Regions from separate parts of the Mus musculus genome. Here regions 2, 3 and 4 are each linked to region 1. A link is a contact called in public Hi-C and HiChIP or PLAC-seq data. All regions are on one chromosome and are shown on one strand. Each heading gives the region's core, a stretch centred on a gene start, on an enhancer-like site or on the middle of the called end of the contact. The rest is flanking DNA. Distances are from core to core; before and after follow the strand shown. Region 1 holds the start of Ccdc124 (coiled-coil domain containing 124). Region 2 overlaps Myo9b (myosin IXb). Region 3 overlaps Kxd1 (KxDL motif containing 1). Region 4 holds the start of Ell (elongation factor RNA polymerase II).

Region 1 (3,613 bases), core at 448-2,947:
TTGTTTGTTTGTTTGTTTGGCTGATTTTTTGATTCAGGGTCTCCTGTAGCTGTGTCCTGGTGACAGGTGGATGCCACTAGGTCCAGCTTATGGCCTTTGTCTACCCACTGAGCCACAAGCTCTCTACCAACTAAGCTACAAGCACTCTTAGTCCCAGCACCTGCTTTTAAAAGATGCATCTTACTTTGTAGCCCAGGCTGTCTCAGACTCATGATATTCTCCTGCCTCAGCCCCACCACACCCACCCAGTGCTACCACACCAGGTACTGTTCAGCTAATTTTTTCCTGTGATCCTCATACAATTGGAACCTATTCATAGCAACAGAAGTACTGTGTGCTGGGCTCAACAGGAGGCCATCCTCCTCTGGGGTCCGTGCAGTCACTGCAGAGGCTGATCACCTGCAAAAGGCCCAAGAAAGCCAACATTAGCAGTCCACAAACTGAAACACCACGCCGAGAGTTGTGTGCCTTTCCTTTTGTGCTTCTCAAAGTCCACCACACGGACGGGGAGCCAGCTCCGGCTGCTGTTAGGGTGAGGATGGGGCAGCGCCTCTTCCCGCAAAGCCATCTTTCCTGCTCTGCATTCCCGCTCACAGTAATAGACTCCTCGAACTGAACCTTCTGCTTTCTTTCCTACAGGGCCATGCCTGCCATTCCAGCGCCTGGGACAATGAGGCAGGGGGACCAGTTCAGGGTCATTCACGGCTCCAGAAACTCCAAGGATGACCGGATGTGGCAGTAACTGTGTCAGAGATGCACAAAATCCTAAGTATTGCAGACTAAGATGAAGTTAATCGTCAATGAAGCAACAGAAGCATCAAAAAAGAACTAGGGGAGGGGGGAGTAAAGAAAAGCAAAAGATTAAGCAGTGCCAGTCGGCTTCAGCAACAAGGCGGGGGCTGACTCGGGCAGCAGCGGACGCCGAGCAGCTGGGATCTCTCTGTGTAGCCCTGGCTGTCCTGGAACTCACTCTCTGTAGACCAGGTTGGCCTCGAACTCAGAAATCCGCCTGCCTCTGCTTCCCGAGTGCTGGGATTAAAGGCGTGCGCCACCACCGCCCCGCGCCGGCTTGTGATTTATTTAGCAATTCAGTTATGTTCAATTATTTTTGAGATAGTGTCACTTTCGGCCTAGGTCTGCAGTCAGTCCTTCTGCTTCGGGCCCCATAGTGCTGGAATGAATGACACCATGACGGCCATGTCGGTTGCATTTAGTCTAATCCAACTTCTACTCCGTCTGACCCTCAGTTTCCCGACTCAGACAGGGCAAGGGATGTCTTCTCACTTTTGCCCTGAGTTGGAGGAGCCATTGGCCTGACAAAGAGCCCAGAGCAGCCAGGCCCGCACCCCGGGTGGGCCACTGACGCCCCCTGGTGGCACAGCAACCACATCCCGGCCGTCGCCACAGGGCTGGGGCCGGCCTCCCCATCTTTTCTCCGGGCAGCGGCCATCTTGGTGAGGTCACCGTTATGGAGTTTAGCGTTTATCTTCCGTTTTTGTTCACCAATATCTGAGATGGGCCGATAACGTGTTATTCTTGAAAACATTTTGCTTGGAAAGAAGGAGAGCTGGCAACACTGGTTTAGTATTTTGGCTCAGAGAAAAACTCCTACAGACTCTACCAAGATGGCGGCATTCGAGAACGTCATGAGTAGAGCGCCACCGAAAGTTGAGTACGCAGGCGCGGCGACGTCATTGACACGCGACCGAGCCGGTGCCGGGGGAAGAGGTAGGAACGGCTGTGGCGCGGGCGGAGCCGGGTTGCGGGGCACGCTGGGCGGGCGCGGCTCGGCCTGGGGGTCCTGCCGGCGGGAAGGCGGAACTGGAGATGGGGTGCCCGGTGGTGGGTGCTCCCAGCGCGCAGGCGCAGAAGCTCGCGGGGAGTTCAGCCAGTTTCCGGCCCAGGTCGAGCCGGGAGGGCTTCCTGGAGGAGGAGGAGTAGGAGTTTTCTGTCACTTTCCTCCTGCCGCGCGGCCTGGCAGTCATGGGGAACCACGTAGGCACTTTTCGAAGGGGATTATTTAGAGTCCTGGGCTCATTTTGTAGTCTAGGCTGCCTCGAACTCAGTGTAATTCTCCTACTTCAGCATTGCTAAGTGCTGGAATCACAGGCGTGGGCCCACGATGCCCGGCCTCGGACCCTAGGTAGGTCCGGAAACTGAGGTGGTGGTGCGGATCTGATCAGGTCCCTAGTGAGGAGGGTCCTTTGCTGTCCGTGCTCGCGGACTCCTTAATGCCCCCAACTTGCTGATGACGATGGTTTGTTAAATGACATATATACAGTAGACATTCAGTCAGGAAGATTCTGAGTTCCAGGATAGCCTGGGCAAGATACCGAGGCTCTTTCTGGATACAAATGACTCCGGATACCCACTCCACACCCACACACCCACAACGCCACCACCAAATGCCTTAAAGAGAAATTTCCGGTCTGGGAACGTCAGGAGCTCTTGGTCGGCCTTCTCTGGTGCTACACCTGAACTGGTTTCTTTCTTTCTTTCTTTCTTTCTTTCTTTCTTTCTTCCTTTCTTTCTTTCTTTCTTTCTTTCTTTCTTTCTTTCTTTCTTTCTTTCTTTCTTTCTTTCTTTCTTTCTTTCTTTCTTTCTTTCTTTCTTTCTTTCTTTCTTTCTTTCTTTCTTTCTTTCAAGATTTATTTATTATATGTGTGTACACTGTAGCTGTCTTCAGACACTCCAGAAGAGGGCATCAGATTTTTGTTACGGATGGTTGTGAGCCACCATGTGGTTGCTGGGATTTGAACTCAGGACCTTTGGAAGAGCAGTCAGTGCTCTTAACCACTGAGCCATCTCACCAGCACCCTGGTTTGTTTCTTGAGGGATGCTCTGTATGGCCTAGGCTGGCCTGGAGCTTAGAGGTATCCACCTGTCCCAGCGTGGCAGCCATGCCTCTAGTCCCAGCCAGCCTTGCCCTGAAGTTTCAGCAGGAGTTTATTGGGTTAGAAGAGAAACATGAGCCCAGCATAATGCTGCATGCCTGTCATCCTGCTGAGGCAGGAGGATGGAAAGTTTCAGGCTGGGTGTGAGGTCCTGAGGGCAGGGCTGGTGGGTGTATTTGAAGGCTCAAACGAGGCAGGTGTGCCTCTCACAGGGAAGACCTAGTGAGGAGCTTGGGAGTCAGGGACTGTTTGGGGTCCAGCTGGGGTGCCTACCCCATGATACGGGGTCAGAATTCACAGCATCCCTATGAGAAAACTGAGGCCAACAGGAGCGCCTTGACCACAGGGACCCAAGTTGCCACGGTCCTCCTTGCGCTTTGTCTGATGGCCCATTTGAGGCCAGACAGTGCTTAGGAGCCAGTCAGGGCCCTCACCCTTCATGAACTGGCCTCATAGCCTGCTCTCATGATCCCTGCCCACATGGTGTTCACACCCAGCAGTGCCCACGGGAGCTGAATGGGACTTTGTAAGCCAGATAGGAGTGTGTCCCCAGCCCTGCCCCCTCCTCTTTCCTACCCCTCACTCACCCACCAGAGCTTCCATGGACCCCAATGAACACACAGCCTCATTCCTGCCACTGGACCTTTGCATGCTCTGAGCTGTCTGTGGGGAGTGTCTCCTGATAGGATGCACAGGGTCTCCTGTAGAGGGAACAGAGG
Region 2 (3,613 bases), core at 836-3,335, 450 kb before region 1:
CAAAAACCAAAACAAACCACCACCACCACCACCACCACCACCACCACCACCACCACCACCACCACCACCACCACCACCATCAAAAAGGAAACCCTTGGCCCAGTCATGCTTTGAACTGAAGGCTCTGAGCAGCACTTCAACCTCCAGTCAATAGGTGTCAGGAGTGCGCCCACTTGGATGACTAAGCTTCCCCAGGTGAGAACTAGCAGAGACTGACTGCACATGGAATGGGAACATGACTTCACACTTCACACCAGGACCTAGCTGTATTTGCACATTCAGGCTTATGACTTTGGTACAGTGAGAGGGACACAGGATCTGTCACTGCCACATCACCAGCCTGTCATACTCATTTTGAGTCACTGAGGGTTTTTGCTGAGGGGCCTAGGTAGGCTTTGAACTTAGAACCTCCTGCCTCAGCCTCAGCCTCTTGGTGGCCAGGATGAAAGGCCTGTGACATCATACCTAAACCCAAAGTATGTGTTTTAAATTTAATTGTTAAAAAATTGTGTACATGGGTATTTTGCCTAAATGCCTGTATATGTACCACATGCATACCTGATGCCTGAGATTGCCGGAAGAGGGTGTCAGGTTCCTGGAATTGGTTGTGAGGTGCCATATGGGTGCCGGGAATCAAACCCATGTCCCTTTTGAGCATCTCCAGTCCCCAATTTATGTTTTTTGGGGACAGGGTCTCACAGAGCCCTGGCTGAGCCTGAACTTATCTCCCTGCGAGTGCCAGGATGACAAGTGTGTGTCAGCACATCAGATTTATGTGGTGCTAGGATGCAACAGAGCGTTTTGTACACTAGACAAGCCCTCTGTCACCAGTTACAGCCTCAGCCTTGCAAACTATGGTTTCATTTCTTTACATTTAATTTTGTGTGTGTGGCTATGCTCATGGGAATGAAGGGGGCCTGGAGGGCAGTGGCTTCCCATGTCCTGGAGCTGCAGTCACAGTGGATGTGAGGGTGCTAAGGACTGAGCTCCACCCGCTGGAAGAGTGGAACCCAGCACCTCTCCTATTACACAGTGCATGTAGCCAGACATACACAGACAGCAGCAAGAGAGGGACAGCTCAGAGATGACAGGAGGAAGTATGCAGTAGACAGAAGTCCCCCACTTGTCCCCTGTACTGAGAGGCTGCCACTGTCTTGGGCTAGGCAGGCTGCCTCATTTTGCAGCCAAGAAACAAGGGCAAGAAAGAATGGTGGAGACAGGAGGTACCTTTAAGAGCTGGGAGAGGGTGTCCAACACCTCTGGAGGACCGACCTCCAGGCCTTCATCTCGGCCTGTGGCTCTCTTCTTGTAGGTGACATTGCCAAGGTACAGGATGGCTGAGAGGACAGAGAAGATCCTGGGACAGGAGAGGTTACTGCAGTCTGCATCATCTGTACTTGTTTCTGCTGCAGAGCCTGGCTAAGGGTGCTCTCCACTTCACACTCCTGTACCCACTCCTGAGTCCCACTGTCAAGCACTGATGCAAACTTAAACTTTTTTGCTTGTGTTTGCTAATAGATAGGGTTTTGTTTAGCTTTGGCTCGTTTTGAACTCAGTATAGAGATCAGACTGGTGTTGAACTTCCAAGCATCTCTCTTTTGCCTTTATTTCTTTAAGATTAGGCTTCACTATGCAGCAAAGGCTGACCTTGAACATACAACCTTCATGCCCGAAATCTCTCTAGTATAAGGATGGCAGCTGTGCAGATCTTCAATTGGTCTGAACAGCTGCCCCCCAGCTCATGGCTGCAGCCCTCACCTGTGTTCTACATGGGATCCCGCCTACTCTCTATGGGGCTGCCTGTCTGATTTCCAGAGGAACTGGTTGTCACCAGGTGGCTCAGCAGCCCACTTACTGCTTCTTGGTGGCAGGCAGGAAGCCCACCATCTCCATGGCCTGCTGAAGCCTTTCAAAGTCATGTTTGAGGTCTTCTCCATCTTCAATATTCAAGTTATGCTGAAAAATAAAATAAAGGCGTGGGCACTTTGGCACTTCCTGCTGGGAGGGCAGAGAGCAGGGAGAGTCAGGATGGACAGGAGGAGGCCAGGGCTGGGAATGAATGGCTGCCTTTGTGTGTGTGTGCTCAGGGCTGGGCTGGGGCCCAGCATGGCCAGGCTGGCAGCCTCTGACCTCCCTGTGGCAGACAGCCTTGGGTACAGTGGTGGCGCCATGGCTGTAGCTGTTTACCTGGTTGAGGTAGAAATAGTCTTGAGGCTGCTTCAGCTGAAATTCCAGGCGCTCCTCCTCACTGACACCCAGCAGCAGATAATAAAACACATGGTAGTTCCTGTAGGTGACCAGCAGAGAGTCAGTGCCCAGCCAGGCCCACAGCAAAGGAAAGGGTACATCAAAAGGTTATAGTGTGGGGGGTATGGCTCAGCTGGTGAAGCCACCAGTTGCCAAGTCAGAGGACCCCCATGTTCAATCATTGGGACACATTTGGTAGAAAGAGGGAACTGACTCCCTGAAGTTATCCTTTAACCACACATGTATGTACACACACACACACACACACACACACACACACACACACACACACACACACACACACTGAAATAAACAGATATAAAAATATAATTACAAAAAATAGTATTGGTCAATGTGATGGTGCACACCTAAAACACCAAGCACTCTGGAGGCAGAGGCAGGAGAATCTCTGTGAGTTTGAGGCTAGCCTGGTCTACAGAGTGAGTTGGAGGAGACCATGGCTATACAGAGAGACCCTGTCTTAATAAGAAATATCAAAGTTTTAAGTATTGTTAGAAAGTGGGAACTTCTCGGGTGAGCGGAGCTAGGGCAGAAGTCTCACTGACTAGTTGACACCAGTTTGCTGCTGGGAGACAGGGCCTTACCCTCTAGCCCAGCCTGGCCTGGAACTAATAGATCCTCCTGCCTCAGCATCTAAGTGCTGGCTCACAGACTGTGCAGTTGTGCCAGCTCTGAGGTATTACCAGGATATAGTTCCAGATGGCACTAAATAGCCTGGGGCATCAATTCTCAGGGTGGGCTGTAATGGGCGAAAGGTTGGAGCCCATGGCAGCAAGTGTGTGGAACGGAAGGAGAGGGTAAGTTTAGACTCCAACCACGGCTTCCCCTAAGGGGCCCGGAACACTTACTTCACCCTGTGAGCTTGAGTAGGACTGTATTGTGCCAAATACCATATCCCAAGTGCTAGAGAGTTGGCCATTCTTACAGAGGACCCACGTTAGTTCCCAGGATCCACATGCTGGTTAACAATCCCCTGTAACTCTTCTTCCAGGGGTCCTACTGCCCTCTTCTGACCTCCCAGGTTACCAGGCACACAGGCAGTGTACTTACAGACACTCAGGCAAAACACCCATACATATTAAAAAAGAAGAAATGAATCATGCCCTACCGCTCATCCTTCTCCTGGGAAACCAGGCGAGACTTTTCAAGAAGGTATTTTTCCACAACAGCTCTGTCATAAAAGAAAAAGAGGGAAAAAAGATATTACATTTTAGTGTTGATATTTCTTTAACACTAAACATTTTGTTTCAACCAGAGTTGATGATGCAATCAAGAACCATAAATTTCAAGGAAACACTGTTAGCACTGTGCCACTCTTCTAGCCCTCACTGGGCAATTCTAGGCA
Region 3 (3,613 bases), core at 750-3,249, 350 kb after region 1:
TCCTGCCCATAGCTAGTTTCTTTTTTCTTTCATCTTTTTTTTTTTTTTAAAGAAAGCATTTAATTGGGGTTGGCTTGCATTTCGGAGGTTTAGTCCTTTTTTTTTTTTTTTTAATGTACGTGAGTACACTGTAGCTGTACAGATGGTTGTGAACCTTCATTTGGTTGTTGGGAATTGAATTTTTTAGGACCTCTGCTTGCTCTGGTCAACCCTGCTCTTTCCCATTAGCCTTGTTCAATACGGTCAGCCCTGCTCCAATCGGCCCTGCTCGCTCAGTCTCTGCTTGCTCAAAGATTTATTATACATAAGTATACTATAGCTGACTTCAGACACACCAGAAGAGGGCGTCAGATCTCATTATGGATGGTTGTGAGTCACCATGAGGTTGCTGGGAATTGAACTCAGGACCTCTGGAAGAGCAGTCAGTGCTCCTAACCACTAAGCCATCTCTCCAGCCCCAGGACCCTGTCTTGAAGGGAGGGTGCACTTGATGTGTTAACTGAGCTGGTAACATGTTTAGGGACCCAGGTTCAGTCTGTAGAACCTAAACACAGAGCTGAGCTCAGTGGTGAGGTGGGGAGCAGGTACAGGCAGACCCTGGAAGCTGGTGGAAGAATGGACTGCAGAGATGCCACAGAGCACTTGCTGGACTGGAAGAGGATCTGAGTTTTGTGTCCTATCTGTGGCCACCTGTAGCTAGCCCGGGTGTCTTGACACCCTAGGCTCTGCATCAGGAAACTCAGTCTCTGTAGTCTGTCCTCTATCATGTGAGTACTATAGCCGTGTTCCATAAAAAAGACTGACCTGAAGCTAGGCAGGCACAGAGCTTAAGAGAAGGTGGAGTGACCGCCTTGCAGAACCTAGTGTGGACAATGAAAGGAGAAATGACATGCCCAGCTGTGCCTGTGGAGAGTTCTGGGGTTTGGTCCAGTGTGAGCTATGGAGGGTGGCAGAGTGAAAATTTCAGCCCCCAGGTAGCTTAAGTCTCCGTCCTCCTGCCTTAGCTTCTTCAATGTTGGAATCAACAAGTGTGCTACCATGTTCTGCCCTCCAGGCTTATGTTTTATTGGGATGTGTTCCTGCTAGGCTCCCAAACACCCCATATTTCCAGCTGGGGTGATGTGTTAGGGGACATGATGAGTTCTTGACATCACCTGTCTCGTGCTGACCTCACATTGTTCTGCTCATTTCAGGCATTGGAGGCGGAGGAGAAAGAGATGGACACCCCAGACTCAGCCTCAAGGGTCTTCTGTGGCCGCTTCCTCAGCATGGTGAACACTGATGATGTCAATGCCATAATCCTGGCCCAGAAGAATATGTGAGCAGGCCATGGGAGGCATGGGAAGGGTCCTACTATCTCCCCCAAGCCCTGCCCAGGATGTGGTAAAGAAAACGAGCTCCAGGCTCTAATCTTGGCATGGGATCAGATCTTGGAGCTGTGCATGACAGGGCCAAGTGGTTCTGTCCCCAGGCCAGGGCTGGGAGGGCTGGAGAGACAGGAATACTCAGAGGCTCTTCTGGGCTAGCTTTTGGCATTGGCACCCAGAGCCCAGTTTGGGTATGCAGGGAGCCTTGTTCAGGATGCTTCATTCCCTTGCTGGGACAGCTTCACCCTGAATTTAGCTTTTGAAGGTGACTTGGTGGTGTTTGCTAAGCATGCAGATGCTCCAAGTCCGTTCTAGTAGCTAGCTCCATGTTCATAACACAGCCTTCAGCCAGATGCGGCAGTCTTCTAGGGCTCTCTGCCTCAGATTATTTACTTCATTATTTCCTGTTTGGGGGTTTTGTTTTGTTTTTTTAGGTTTTGTCACCATGGCCAGGATTCTCTCCTGGTTCTTTAGGTTAGGTTCGGATATGGTCACGTAAACTCCCAGACTAACAGTGACAAAATCAAACGGGAACTGTCCTGGCCCTTGGGATTGACTTGGGGTTTACACAGTGTAACAAGGAGCAGTCAGCTTGAGGAGTGAGTGATTCTGAGAAAGGCGGCTCACAACTGTGACTCATGTTCCCTGGGTCCCACACCTTCTGGCGTCTGTAAGCACTATATATACATGTTCCACAGAGGAACACAGGCCAAGTACAGAATAGAAAATAAGTCTGGGTCTGGTGCAGTGGCGCACAGCTTTAACTCCTTCATTCATGAGCTCCAAGCCAGTCAAGGCTACATAGTGAGATACTGACTCAAAAAAAAAAAAAAAAAATCTTATAAAAGGTCAGCTAGCCAGGCGTGGTGGCGCACACCTTTAATCCCAGCACTCGGGAGGCAGAGGCAGGCAGATTTCTCAGTTTGAGGCCAACCTGGTCTACAAAGTGAGTTCCAGGACAGCCAGGACTACACAGAGAAATCCTGTCTCAAAACAAACAAACAAAAAGGTCAGCTAATAAATAAACACATGTCAGCTTTGTGACTGGATGTAGTGGCACAAGCCTATAATCATAGTGCTTCTCTAGAGGCCATTTAAGGTCTGTTTAGAACATGAAGTAGCTCCCAGACCAGGCAGCATCCTGTCAGAACTAATGCATGCTAAAGAACTCCGTGAAGGAGTCAGGCTGCAACAAAGAGTACCTCTGAATAGGGCTTTCAGCTGAGCAGGAGTTGGGTGATCTGAACAGTAGATAGAATTCTTGAGGCCTTGGCTCTGTAATTAAATGCAGAGGCTGTGACTCTCAGGGATTAGCTCGGGCTGAGGGGGCTCCTAGGCCTGATGCAAAGGCCCTTGCCCTCTCCCCCTAGGCTGGACCGCTTCGAGAAAACCAACGAGATGCTTCTGAACTTCAACAATCTGTCCAGTGTGCGGCTGCAACAGATGAGTGAGCGCTTCATGCACCATACCCGCACCTTGGTGGACATGAAACGGGATCTGGACAGCATTTTCCGAAGGATCAGGTGGCCCCTCCCCCCAGCCAGATGCCTCCTCAGCCTGTCTTACAAGCAAGCACATCTTCCCCAAACCACTATTCCCCAATACCCCACTATTAGCCCTTTCTGTCTGTCACCCAACTTGCTTTAGATGTCCAGCTCCTCCACTCTGAAGCTCTGCCTATCACCTCCCAGATTTTACCCAGGAGCCTTTGCTAGCCTCTGCCTCCTTAGTGTCTTCTGAAGCCACACCTTTCCCCTTAAGTCCTTGCCCTACACTCTCTCCTCCCTCCCCTCTGAGGCTCCCTCCTCTTCTCTCCACTGGCTCTGCCCTCTGTCTTCTCCAGCCCAGAGAATTCTGGTTGTTTTACAAGGTAGATCTGACCTCTGAGGGAGTAATCTGGAAGTAGTGAGTCTACCCCCCACCCCCACCCCGCCTCCAATCCCACCCACTCCCACTTGTTTTTGAGACAGGGTTTCTCTCTGTGTAGCCTTTGCTGTTCTGGGACTCCCTCTGTAGAATAGGCTGGTCTCAAACCCAGAGATCCATCTGCCTCTGCTTCATGGGTGCTGGGATTGAAGGCGTAGGCATTTAAACACCCAGTTGTGACTTTCCCTTTTATTTGATAACTGTGCTACGTAGCTGGGACCCAAATATAAGTCAGGAGAGGTTATAGTTGGGTAGACAGGCCAGGCCCTCCACTTCTAGCTGGCTGGCCAGCAGAACACCAGGGACCCGGGTCCATCCTG
Region 4 (3,613 bases), core at 341-2,840, 330 kb after region 1:
CTGTCAGCCACAAGACACAGAGTCCCTTATGGTTGGTAGTCAAACAGCTAGACACAACTGGCTTCCTCAGGGCCCGAGCACAGTGGCCTGCAATTCCACAAGTGCCCTCACAAGAGGAAGACCAGGCTTCGATAGGGGATGTAATGCACAGCAAAATTAAAAATAACAGTATGACAGCGGTGCTGGAGAAGGCTGTAGGGGTGGCAGAGCAAGGGCCAGCGACTGCCACCAGGTACCAAGTTCACCTGACAGCAGTGACTCATGCTCTGGCCCAGCTGTTTCTGAGAAAAGCCCTGGTTCTCCAGGACTAGTCAGAATGGCCCAAGGGGAAAGACTACAGGTTGGAATTCTAACCAGGAAGAGTGGCTGGGCTGGTCACTCAGTGGCTGCCACCCAAATCCTCACCACCTCTTCCTTCTCACCTGCAGGGGCACTTTCTGCCCCTTTTGACAAGGGAAGAAGGACTTTTTCCAAAGAGATTCAACCTGTTCTAGGAAGGAAAAAACTAAAACCCGGGCACGGGCAGGAAGTGGCTCAAAGAAGTGAAGGGAAGACATGCAGGAAGAGGTAGGCTCCCCAGATCACTGAATGGGGAATAAATTCCTGGCTTGGCCAATGGTGCAGCACATGTCCTGGGCAGGAAGAAAACCACATTCTTTCCTAGTTACTCTCTGTTCACTCGACCGCGTCAACACCCCCCGAGCCAGCACAGGCAAACACACATCCCAGACACAGACTCAACACCCCAGTCACTTTAGTAAGATGAACCCTCAAGCCACTTCCCCTGGGGTCCTGCAACTTCTGTCTCAGTGGATGGATGCAGGGTGATACCGTGGCTTGGGTGGGGCATCAAGGTGTGACCCAGAGTGAGGCACAGGAAAGAGGGACACAGCCAGGATCCCTAACCCCACTCCCAAGCCAGGAGGCAGTACCAAAAAGCCTGGAATTTCTCCCAGATGAAGAGTGGAAAATGGAGAGACCAAGTGTGGTGGCTACAGTTGCCTCCTGCTGAGTGCCCAGGGGAGGAAGCCCCCATGGCTAACACAACCACCTCCGTCGGTGAGAAAAACACAACAGCCTTGTCCAAAATATCCAGGGAAACAGGGTTACAAGAGTGGCAGGATCTGGGGCCAGGCAGTAAGTTTCTGTCAAACTACCCCTTCTATGAGTGGATCCAAACACACCTGTCATCCCAGCACTTAAGAACCTAAGGCAGGAGGATGGCCGTCAGTTCAGGGACAACCTGAGCTACATAGAAAGGACCTATTTTTAAAAAAAGAGACAAGAGTAGAGCCAACCTGAAGGATGTCACTGGGGCTGGTCAAGGTATCGCCAGGTGTGGACGCGCGGCCTTGTCCCCCACAGGTCCCCGCAAGTGTCTCCCCACGGCGCAGCCTACCCGCCAGGACGCCGCAAAGCTCACCTGGTGGGCCCGGTAGCTTTCAAAAGCCTTCAAAGCACTGTCGGTGAGCTTCACGTGGAACACCGACACCCTGCTGCCGTCGCTCACGCGCCCACACGACAACCCGTAACTCCTAGCCTCCTTCAGCGCCGCCATCTTGCAACCATCACTCCCCCGCCCCCCTCCTCAGCGACTGCGCCCGCACGCCGGCCTGACCCGCCCCGCCCCGCCGCGCCGCCCGCCGACGTGCTGCATTATTCATGAGGCCAGCATAGCCACGCCCCACTCCGGGCGCGCGTGCCTTCTTTGACAGAGCTGAGGAACATTTTGCCTCGGGCCCGCACAGATGGCCACGCCCCCAAGCACTTACAGGCCCGCTCTCGGGACCGGAGACTGTGAGTCTTGCTGTATTATTCAAGAAGAGAGGTTAGCCACGCCTTCCCGCGCGCTCCAAACCCGCCTTCAAAAACTAACCACAGCGCAACTGGCCACTCCCTAAGGGTCTCGCGAGGCCAGTCATAGCCTTAAAACAGCTCTTCAGAGCTCTCTAAGAAACTTCCCTCCCTTGCAAACAACTCCCATGCGCGTGCGCCAGTTCACAGACAGGCTCCTCCTACCTGACGACTCCTCCTGCATTATTCATGAGACGAAGGCAGCCTCGACCCCAAGACTGCAGGAAACCCATCCTCATCCCAAACCCAGCAAAGCCCTCTCAGCCTCGCGACCTGTCGCGTGAGTGTGTTATTTATGAGAAACTGGCCGTGATCTCCGACGTGTTGGTAGACTGCCAGGCCGCGACGACGAACACGTTTGTTCGCAGTTGCCAGCCAGATCTAGATGGTCACTCATATGCAGCGAGCCCACCCCGCCCCCAGTGAAAAAAAAATCACCTTAAAGAAACATATTTAGCCACGCCTACACGCGTTGAAGCCCGCCTCCTCTACCAGCCCTATGCCACGCCCCCAAACGCCCATGGAACCCTGCGTCACCGAGGAACTGCTCCCCAAGCGCTCCGCGTTTGGCCACGCCCCCAAACTCCCGTAAAGCCCGCCTACCGACTTGCTGTATTATTCATGAAGCAGGCGTGGCCACTCCCCCACCCCGTGCTTGCTGATTTTCCCAGACCACCGCTTGCCCGCCAAACGCCCAACTGATACGCCCCCCGCAGTCGCAGGGTCTGCCCTACTTCAGTTCATGCACTGGGCTACATAGTCAGACCCCAAGCTCCCGAGGCCCTCCCCAGAAGCCTCAGCCGCTGGGCAAGCTGAGTTATTCAGGAGTTGCCGCTGCCGCGTTTCAAAAACCAATTTTCAAGGGTTTCCCACCCAACTGACTTAAGATCCCTGACCGCTTGACCGACGTGGCCTATTCCCCACCCGCTCATAAGTATAAGAGCTGACGGTTCCATCTTTCCAAGCTCCTAACCTCGCCGCTACATGTGTTACTCATGAACCCTTAACACTTGAACTTGGGCCTTTCAGCTTGATATTTATGCTTTTTTTCCGCGTTCCTTGGGTGGAGTCTAGGCACAGCTCTCCAGAGGGTCAAGTGCCAGGCCTGCTCGCACCAGGACGGAGTGGGCGTCTGTTGAGGCTTGTGGTGGGCGTGGTTACATAAACCAAGTGGGCGTGGGCTTGCCCGGTCCAGCTAATAGGGGGGATCCCCAGAACCAGGGCAAGAACTGTGGAAACAGGATGAAGTGCTGATTATGTCTGATGCTAAAAGTTCAACAACTGGATGAATATCCCACACGTCACGCGCTGGTTTTCCAATAAACAACTCTTAACGCAACATCCAACACGTACTCAATGTTGCACAACCGACACCACTGACTGTTCCAGAATATTTCTATCAAAGGAAAGCCTGGTCCTCATTTGCAGTTTTTCCTGTTCCCTCTCTGTCACCTGGCAACTCTGATCTGCTTGTCTTTGTGGGTATTTCATAGTGCGGTCCTACAACCTGAGGCCTTTGAGGTGTGATTGTTGTCAAGGATCATCAATTGGTGATGAATCAGAGCTTCGTTCCTTTTTGATGACTATGTAATATTTTGGTGTGTGTAATTAACAGCTTCTCTTACTCATGTGATGATCAGCATCAATTACTGCTGCTCACTGCTTACCTGTGGACACTTTTGTTTTTGTTTTAAGATATATTTATCTGATGTCTGCGAGTACACTGTAGCTGTCTTCAGACACACCAGAAGAGAGCATC

The links. Hi-C and Micro-C count contacts between places; a contact is called where the count stands out from the background. HiChIP or PLAC-seq counts read pairs in DNA pulled down with a chosen protein or histone mark.
Region 2: an HNF4G HiChIP or PLAC-seq map of pancreatic cancer cells shows a contact between it and region 1. The contact joins the enhancer-like site here to the promoter of Ccdc124 in region 1. A contact is called at or near these places in 7 of 115 datasets of contacts at active chromatin or transcription factors (the NIH/3T3 cell line, astrocytes, embryonic midbrain and 4 more).
Region 3: an HNF4G HiChIP or PLAC-seq map of pancreatic cancer cells shows a contact between it and region 1. The contact joins the enhancer-like site here to the promoter of Ccdc124 in region 1. A contact is called at or near these places in 2 of 39 promoter capture datasets (pre-B cells and stem cell-derived epiblast-like cells), 3 of 484 Hi-C or Micro-C datasets (CD4 T cells, neutrophils and uterus), 2 of 115 datasets of contacts at active chromatin or transcription factors (memory CD8 T cells and pancreatic cancer cells) and 1 of 9 other capture datasets (liver).
Region 4: a Hi-C map of CD4 T cells shows a contact between it and region 1, with 4 times the contacts expected there. The contact joins the promoter of Ell here to the promoter of Ccdc124 in region 1. A contact is called at or near these places in 2 of 39 promoter capture datasets (embryonic stem cells and pre-B cells), 3 of 484 Hi-C or Micro-C datasets (CD4 T cells, natural killer cells and uterus), 2 of 115 datasets of contacts at active chromatin or transcription factors (memory CD8 T cells and pancreatic cancer cells) and 1 of 9 other capture datasets (liver).

Annotation. Positions count from the first base shown.
Region 1 is chr8:70,871,574-70,875,186 of GRCm38.p6, reverse strand. It overlaps Ccdc124 (coiled-coil domain containing 124), which reads left to right and starts at 1,697. Exons shown (of 5, transcript NM_026964.3): 1 at 1,697-1,728.
Region 2 is chr8:71,321,608-71,325,220 of GRCm38.p6, reverse strand. It overlaps Myo9b (myosin IXb), which reads right to left. Exons shown (of 40, transcript NM_001142322.1): 4 at 3,377-3,439; 5 at 2,188-2,287; 6 at 1,856-1,956; 7 at 1,228-1,357. Among named protein-coding and RNA genes, the nearest start is that of Use1, 44 kb to the left of the region's middle. Within about 2 kb of position 2,085, at least 23 of the 459 cell types and tissues checked have an H3K27ac peak or open chromatin away from gene starts, as enhancers often do. A contact at or near this core is called in pancreatic cancer cells, where this site is marked.
Region 3 is chr8:70,517,642-70,521,254 of GRCm38.p6, reverse strand. It overlaps Kxd1 (KxDL motif containing 1), which reads left to right. Exons shown (of 5, transcript NM_029366.2): 2 at 1,194-1,318; 3 at 2,738-2,890. The coding sequence starts at 1,218. Among named protein-coding and RNA genes, the nearest start is that of Kxd1, 3.7 kb to the left of the region's middle. Within about 2 kb of position 1,999, at least 10 of the 459 cell types and tissues checked have an H3K27ac peak or open chromatin away from gene starts, as enhancers often do. A contact at or near this core is called in pancreatic cancer cells, where this site is marked.
Region 4 is chr8:70,537,652-70,541,264 of GRCm38.p6, reverse strand. Ell (elongation factor RNA polymerase II) reads right to left here and starts at 1,590. Exons shown (of 12, transcript NM_007924.2): 1 at 1,424-1,590. The coding sequence starts at 1,558. Gm51534 (a long non-coding RNA gene) reads left to right here and starts at 1,736. Exons shown (of 2, transcript XR_003947400.1): 1 at 1,736-1,797.